2 separate regions of the Mus musculus genome follow, and region 1 is linked to region 2. A link is a contact called in public promoter capture Hi-C data. All regions are on one chromosome and are shown on one strand. The core of a region is the stretch at or near the end of the contact, and the rest is flanking DNA. Distances in the headings are between cores, read along the strand shown.

Region 1 (4,032 bases), core at 923-3,422, 420 kb after region 2:
CTCACACCTCTCTCCGCAGGGCTGCAGGATACAGTGGAGGGCAGAGCATCTCCAGAGGATTCAACTGAGAGTCTCGCAGGGGACCCCGATGGGGCTAACGCGAGCTGCAGCCCCAAGCCCGGAGCTGCACAGGCTTCGATAGGTGGTGAGGCTGATTTACAAGGTGGGAGTTAAACAAGGAGTGGCTTTTCGGAGGCCTGTCCTCATCACACCCCTGTGCCCACAGCCCGAGTCTTCTCCACCGTGACGGCCTTCTCTGTGCTGCTGCTGTTGCTCCTGTCCCTACTGCGTTTGCTGCGTCGACGGTGCGGGCGCTGGGGCAGGGCCTGAGGGCAGAGCCCGCACTGGGCGCCTGATGCCTCGTGCCTCGGGTGTGGGGTCTCCGGTGGGAAGCCTGGGCTGGGGGACGAAGCTAGGAAGGCCCTGGGTTCTTGAGTGGGCGAGGCCGTGGGAGAATTGGTTTGCAGGCAGAGCAGGATGTTAGAGGCAGGGCTGGGTATGGGTCCAGCTGACGTCTGCTCCCTCCCTAGGAGCTGTCTGCTGGCTCCAGGAAAAGGGTCTCTGGCCATGGGACCTTCCCGGGGCCCCGGGAGAAGCTGGGCTGTGTGGTACCGCCGGCCCCGAGGGGTGGCCCTGCCCTGTCCCCCAGGGGACTCTCAGGCTGAGGGTCCTGCTGCGGGCTACCGTCCCCTGAGTGCCTCCAGCCAGAGCTCCTTGCGCTCGCTCGTCTCTGCTCTCTGACCCCAGACGTACGTGAGTCCATCACCACTTCTGCCAGCGAGATGGACACCCGAGATATTATGCAGCACCCTACCTCGACCTTGTGCCCCTTTAAAAGCAGCTCGGTCTCTGATCATCTCGGGAAGACCAGAAGATCGGACAGGAAGCATCCAGTGCTATTTGGGAACTTGGCCTGACCCTTGGGGTCCAGATGACTGAAGCCAAAGGACAAAGGGAATCCAACACCCTAATTCATGGACCTTGATGTGATGGGTGGTGTTTGGTTTCAGGGTTCTTTGCGCCTCTTTTGGGGATGGTCCTGGACTGCTGCCCTCGATGAAAGGTTAGGGGCCAACAAAAGTGATCTAAAGCCGGGCGTGGTGGCGCATGCCTTTAGTCCCAGCACTCGGGAGGCAGAGGCAGGAGGATTTCTGGCCAGCCTGGTCTACAAAGTGAGTTCCAGGACAGCCAAGGCTATACAGAGAAACCCTGTCTCAAAAAACAAAACAAAACAAAAACAAAAACAAAACAAAAGTGATCTAAAGACTCAGTATAGACTTAAAATAAAAGGCCTATTTTGGTAGAGGCTTTAGCAAGTTCTTTGCGCGAGGAAGAACCTGTCGATAAGGGTGTGGGCAGGGGGGCTGCAGGTGGGATGCTGGGTGTCCACACTGTGAGCTTTCTTATGAGAGGATGTGGAAGTTGGTCTTGGGTAGTTTTATGAGGAAGAAGCGCCTTCCTTGTCCCTGCCAGAGTAGAAGAGAACCGACCTTGCTTCCCTGGTCTCCTGCCTTTGCCCGTTCCTTGCCTGTACTGGGCAGGGCTAAGGGTGTGCTTTGTGGGCGATAAAAGGGAGTGAATTGGGTGGAACCCAAGCTCGAAGCAGCCTGGCCGGAAGGGCTGGGCCTCGCTAAGGGTTCCAGGTGCACCACACATCTTAGACGCTTGGGTTCCCCGCCAATGGAAATATGCCTCCAAAGTGGGTAAGCGCCTGCGCTGCTCAGGACTCTTCTGGGGGGTGTGGGGGGTGGTGGTGGGGCGCTTAGCCAGCAGCACCTTGGACAGAGTCTGACTGTGGGTTTAGAGCTGGGTAGCCGGGTTATGTGCTTGAGGTAGGTGCCCAAAGGTGCGGCAACCTGAAGGTCATTAAGAAAGCTGGGGTGTGATAATGTTGGTAGACCCAAGGTGCTAGGCCACTCCAGTGGAGGAGCCCGACACAGAAACTCGCGTCGCAAGCCAACAGCCACTCCACGCAAAGAAGGCTGGAACCGCATATGTTAAAAAGAGAAGGCATGGGCGGTCTCGGGGCGGAGCATCTCCGTCCGCAGAGCCCATTGGTCCCTGCAACAAGAACGTCAGGAATCCAGCGCGCGAAACACAGGCAGGGTGGCGGGGGCGAGGAGCCGGGGTGGAGCCTGCTGTCCCCTCCGGCGTCCGGCCGCGCCCGTCCTCCGGGCTGCGGCGAGACGCCTGGCTGCCGTTGCGGCCAACCGGAGCTCTCCCTCCGCCGCTCTGCTACGGTGGAGCTGAATGCACTGAGCTCCGACCTGGGGTTGCCAGCTTTCTCTCCCTTGCGGGGGCGTCGAACTCGCGCGTGCGCAGCGCGTGAGGGAAGGGGGCCGGGACCTCCTTGCTGACCCGGGCAGGGCCACCGGATAGCCGGAGGTGAATCGGGATGAGCTTCCCAGCGCTGCAGCTCCACTGAGAAGGAAGCCCAGGCGCAGAGGGTCGCCGGTCGGCCGCAGTGCGTGAGGCCATGGCATTCCTGACCGGGCCTCGTCTCCTGGACTGGGCTAGCTCGCCGCCGCACCTGCAGTTCAATAAGTTCGTATTAACCGGCTACCGGCCGGCCAGCAGCGGCTCGGGCTGTCTGCGCAGCCTTTTCTACCTACACAACGAGCTGGGCAACATCTACACACACGGTAGGTGAGCCGCGCCCCGATTCACGCTTCTTGCACTCGCGGCCGCCTTGCCTGTGAGCACAGCAGCCCCCCAAGCTCAAGTCCTGGACTGTCCCTGCTCTGGTTGGGTCAGGCGCCGCGGTGACAAAGCTGCCATTGTCCCAAGCTTCGTTGCCAGCTCCTGCTTTCCCAGTAGTGCCCCAAAGCAGGACAGGGGAGCAGAGTGAGAGCCAGCTTAATCCGGCTGAGCTCTAGGGGTAAGAATCCTGGTATCCCCTTGATAATCCTGCGCCTTGGGCACCCTCCCCCTCCAGCGCTCATCCTGGAGATGGGCGTTCACTGGCTAGGAGGAATTGGAGAGAAGACTGCCCCTGCCTGACCCAAGCCCTTCCTCGCGATAGCCTTGAGTCCCCACGACCATAGCAGTACCGTGGGGCTCCGCTTTCCCCCACCCCGCCCCCCAACACACTTCTTGCGGGCCCCTAGAGCTCTGCTGACACAGCCCTGGCCTGTCCTTGAGCCGCCCCAGCTGGGAGAGGGAACTAGAGCCAGCTAGGTTTAGACTTGGGCTTTTCTCTAGAGGAAGAGCGCTATTGTCTAGTCAGACCCCCACCAAGAGTGGGGCTGATGCCTGCATTTGTCCTCTATTAAGGCAATGCCAACTGGTTGTGGGGAAGGGAGGAATGTCCAAGAAAGGCCAGCACTGGAAAGAACAGAGCTGAAAGCGCCCCAGTGGAGACAGGATAGGCTTCTTCCAGTCCTTTCCCCTCATTCTGGCCTTTCCTGGCTTTCTTTATGGAAAACAAAAAGACCCAAAGCCTCCATCTGCCTGGACATTTGACAATGTTAAGTAACCCTGAGGCTGGTATGTCCCTCCTGTCCTAATCAGAACTCAGGCTGAGGTCATGCTTCTCCAGATTTCTGCAGGACGGACAGACAGACAGACAAGACAGACCTGGTCTGGCCTCCTGTGTGGCAGGGAGGAACTGTGGCTTTAGCCAGGAATTGGTCTGCCCTGGTTCATCATCCTCTCTCCTTTGCCTACTCGCTGGGCTCAGCTGGGACAGATTACTCCAAGCTAGTTTTTGCACCTGCAAAGTAGGGCTTATTGTCTCTGCTTCCTAGATCTGCAGTGATCCTGACAGACAGTAACCCTTCTGAAAGTTTGTAGCCCGCAAGACCTGCTCTGTGTGGGCAGGCAGCAGCACTGAACTCTGCCTTGCTCTGACTTTCGTTTGTTTTTCATAGTCAGGCCACTTTAGTTTTTTTATTTTTAAACATACTCATAGTGTATGAGTGGGTGGGCAGGTGTACTTCTGCCCAGGAATGTGGAGGTTAGAAGACAATTTGTGAGAATTGGTTCTCTCCTACCATGTGGAGTTCAGGATCAAGTTAAGGTTGTCAGGCTTAA
Region 2 (3,919 bases), core at 284-2,783:
GTGGCCTCTGGGCAGCTGACATGTAGCTCTTATGCTGGAAGTGCCTGGAGCTTAGGGTGTGGGACAGGGATTGCCAGAGTCTCGAGCAAGGCTCTCCTTGGCCCAGCCGCCTCTTCCACGTGACTATGTTGCCAGAGATCACAAGCTAGGGAAGGGGAGTGCTAGGGAACAAAGTCTGGTTTCACAGCAAACGAGCCCCCATGACCACAGGAAGAACTGCAGGCGGAAGTAGAGCAGGAGGTTGGAGGTATGGCTCTGCTAGTGGGAAGAGAAGTGGCTGCTGCTCTTGCTTGGCTGCCCGCCTCAGTTCTTGTAATGGGTGGGAACCTGGGGAGCAGAATGGAAAAAGCTGCTCTGGGCTCACTTACTCTCTCCTCCCACAGCCATGGGAGCCGCCTATGGCACAGCCAAGAGTGGCACTGGCATCGCAGCCATGTCAGTCATGAGGCCAGAGCTGATCATGAAGTCCATCATCCCAGTGGTTATGGCTGGGATCATCGCCATCTACGGCCTGGTGGTGGCAGTACTTATCGCTAACTCCCTGACTGATGGCATCACCCTCTACAGGTGAGTGCTGGGCCTTTCCTCCCAGGTGAAGTGCTTCATTGTCCTGTGGACAGGCAGATTGCTGACAACCTGTGTCTCTTCTCTCCCCAGGAGTTTTCTTCAACTGGGTGCTGGCCTGAGTGTGGGGCTGAGTGGCCTGGCTGCTGGCTTTGCCATTGGCATCGTCGGAGATGCTGGTGTTCGGGGCACTGCCCAGCAGCCTCGACTGTTCGTGGGCATGATCCTGATCCTCATCTTTGCGGAGGTGCTTGGCCTCTACGGTCTCATCGTGGCCCTAATCCTCTCCACAAAGTAGTCCTTTTCCACCATCAGTCACAGGATAGGATGTAAAGATCACCCCTCCTCATTCCAGAACGAACAGCCTGACACATGCACGGGCAGCTGCCCCTCAGTAGTTGGTCTTGTAAATGTGCAGTGTCCTAGTGCCCATTGTCTGTCGCCCCCGCCTTGCCCCTACTGCACCGTGCTGTGGACATACGGGCCCACTCATCTCCCACCCAGGCCCCTGACCAGTGACGAAGTCAGCCTCTGGTTACCCCACCCATCGCCCTAGAGTGCTCCTGTGTATAAGAATGAACTAGAGTTGTCATTTTTCTCTTCACTGGATGTTTATTTATAAAAGATTTGACCTATTCATGCGTCTGTGGAGCAGCTCCTGTCTCCCAACTATATAGTAATCATTAGTAGACTGTTGCCTTGTGGGGTTCCTGTTGCTGAGACTCCTTGGATGGAGCCACCCTTCCCCCTGCCCTGAACAGCCAGGGTGGAGGATAGAGTGCTACTGCTCCTCAGAGCTGGCTCCCAGCTGTGTCCAATAAAAGTTCTCGGATGTGACTGGCTTGTGTTCTGGCGCTTCTGTGGGCGGGCCTGGCAGGGTTTGTCATCATGTGGTCGCCACCACGTGAGCACCGCGGCCACGTGACAGCCCCTTCAGCTGAGAGTCACGTGATGCGACCTGGCCCCGCTTCCGATTACGGCTGCTCCGGGCTCTGCCGGCTTGCGCCCAAAGCTTGCTGGGTTCGGCGCGACTCACGATGCGTAGCGGGCAGTGCGCAGCGGGGGCCCCGGTGCTCCAGTTCACCAACTGCCGCATCCTGCGTGGCGGCACGCTCCTCAGGTCTGGGCTGCATGGTGCAGGCTTAGGCTGGGTATAGAGCTGATGATACGCCAGTGCGGGGTGCAGAGATGGGGATAGTGTAGGGCATAAGCCCTGAAAGGGGCAGGAATGTGGAGGGCGGGACTATCGTGGGTGTGTGGCCGGGACCAAGAAGAATAGTGGGTGCAGGGACAAGCTGGGTGCGAGATAGAACTAGGGTTTGGTTCCAGGGCCTGGTGGTGATCCAAGTGCCTACTACTCTGCCCTCAGGGAGGATCTGTGGGTGCGCGGGGGCCGAATCCTGGACCCAGAAAAGCTGTTTTTTGAGGAGAGGCGTGTGGCTGATGAGCAGCGGGACTGCGGAGGCCGCATCCTGGCGCCTGGCTTTATCGATGTGCAGATCAACGGTGCGGCCTGGCTCGGGCCAGGGAACCCAGGGCAGGAGCTCCGAGCACTGTGCTACCCCCCTTGTTTTCTGTGGCCACAGGTGGATTTGGTGTTGACTTCTCCAAGGCTACGGAGGACGTGGGTTCGGGGGTCGCCCTAGTGGCCCGGAGGCTCCTGTCCCACGGTGTCACCTCCTTCTGTCCCACCCTGGTCACCTCCCCACCAGAGGTTTATCACAAGGTGAGATGAGGCCGTTCTACCCCTGAGCAAAGGGGCCCTCAGGAAAGGACCACTTCCTTCACCCGAATCTGGGCTTCCTGGACTTGGGTCCGAGGGGGATCCGCCTCACTTTCAGTTGGGTTCTGCCTGGTCTCTGCAACTGCCAGTGCGGTTGTCCTCACGTTTCCTGCCCCGGTTCTCATCTGCCACGCCCTCCCAACGCCCTGTAGGCAGCCTCTGGGTCTCCTGAACTAAGGTCGCCTGGAATTCTGCCACAGCCATTGTCTCTTGTCTAGCTCTTCCTCCCTAACCTGCTTATGCTGTGTGACTCACATGAAAAAGCCTTTCAGAAAGAGCTGCTGTTGCTGTGGACTGGCTTCTGTCCTCACCCTTCCACCTTCTATCTTAGCAGGAGGTCTGTTGTCTTGTTCCAAATTTCATGTAAGGTTCTCCCACAGTTTTCCCGGTTTTTGTTTGTTTGTTTGTTTTTTCGAGACAGGGTTTCTCTGTATAGACCTTGCTGTCCTGGAACTCACTTTGTAGACCAGGCTGGCCTCAAACTCAGAAATCTGCCTGCCTCTGCCTCCCGAGTGCTGGGATTAAAGGCGTGTGCCACCACGCCAGGCTAGTTTTCCCAGTTTTAAGGAAGCTTGTTTAGGTTGCTGTCTTCATGTGTTCTCTGCGGGTTTATCCCTTAGACCTGAACTCTTGCTTTAAAAACGTGGTATTCTCTTATGCAACACAGTTGACGAATTTAGTAAATGAATGCTGTTATCCATACTCGAATGGATTTTCTCTGTTCCTGTTGTCAATCGCCGCAGCCAGTTTTTCTTCCAGGACAGGATCAGGGAGTGTGTGGTTGCCCGTGGCTTCCTTTCTGGTTGTGTAGACACAGAAGCAGAGGAGGGAACTGTGGGTATTGAGTGTGGGCTGTGCCCTGGGCTGCATAGGCGTCACTCTGGCCCCTTGACTTGCCACCCTTGGAAGACTCAAGACAACCTTACTTCTGAGTCTCAGTTTCATTAAATGGAGAGTGAGAACAGTCAGTGGGTGGTTGACAATGTCAAGCATTCCTTGAATGTCAACAAGGGATGTCTTTCTGGAACTCTCCCACAGTGCTCCACGGTTACAAGGGCAACCTATGGTCCTACTGCAGAAAGGTACTTGGTTCTCCCAGCTGATCTCTGGCAAAACCCAGAGTCGTCTATCAAGGTGACAGGTGTCAGGATGTGCCCCCTACTACCATTCCCTTGCTAAGCTAAGCTGCTTCTCTTTCCCCTCAGGCACATTCCAGCAGCTATAAGTGTGCCAGGTCCTCCTGGGCGCTTCCCGGAAGGCCTTGCTCCTGTGAGCCCTGCCCCCACGCCCCTTCTCCACCGCTGTGTTTTCCTCATGCAGCAGGCTCAACTGGCAAGGTGCAAGGCTGGGGTTCTCCCTTAGTAGGAATAGTCCTAAGGTTTTTCACCCTGGTGCCCCACTGTAGTCCAGCTACCTCACAGACTCTCAGAAAACACTTTTAGACTAAAGGCCTTGGGAAGCAGGTAGGAGGTGATGGCTGAGACTGGGCAGCCTTGAGTTTAAAAACGAAATACCCCGTTGCATTAGACATCAGGAGACCTACCCTCAAACACCCTCCCTACTATGTCTCCT

What was found. Promoter capture Hi-C pulls out the DNA fragments that hold promoters and counts their contacts.
Region 1: a promoter capture Hi-C map of embryonic stem cells shows a contact between it and region 2. The contact joins the promoter of Paqr4 here to the promoter of Amdhd2 in region 2. A contact is called at or near these places in 2 of 39 promoter capture datasets (cranial neural crest and embryonic stem cells) and 1 of 115 datasets of contacts at active chromatin or transcription factors (microglia).

What each region holds. Positions count from the first base shown.
Region 1 is chr17:23,738,470-23,742,501 of GRCm38.p6, reverse strand. Paqr4 (progestin and adipoQ receptor family member IV) reads left to right here and starts at 2,172. Exons shown (of 3, transcript NM_023824.3): 1 at 2,172-2,642. The coding sequence starts at 2,477. It overlaps Kremen2 (kringle containing transmembrane protein 2), which reads left to right. Exons shown (of 10, transcript NM_028416.2): 8 at 20-145; 9 at 227-305; 10 at 531-1,303. The coding sequence ends at 741.
Region 2 is chr17:24,161,347-24,165,265 of GRCm38.p6, reverse strand. Amdhd2 (amidohydrolase domain containing 2) reads left to right here and starts at 1,533. Exons shown (of 11, transcript NM_172935.4): 1 at 1,533-1,684; 2 at 1,934-2,070; 3 at 2,151-2,290. The coding sequence starts at 1,602. It overlaps Atp6v0c (ATPase, H+ transporting, lysosomal V0 subunit C), which reads left to right. Exons shown (of 3, transcript NM_009729.4): 2 at 384-567; 3 at 658-1,401. The coding sequence ends at 862.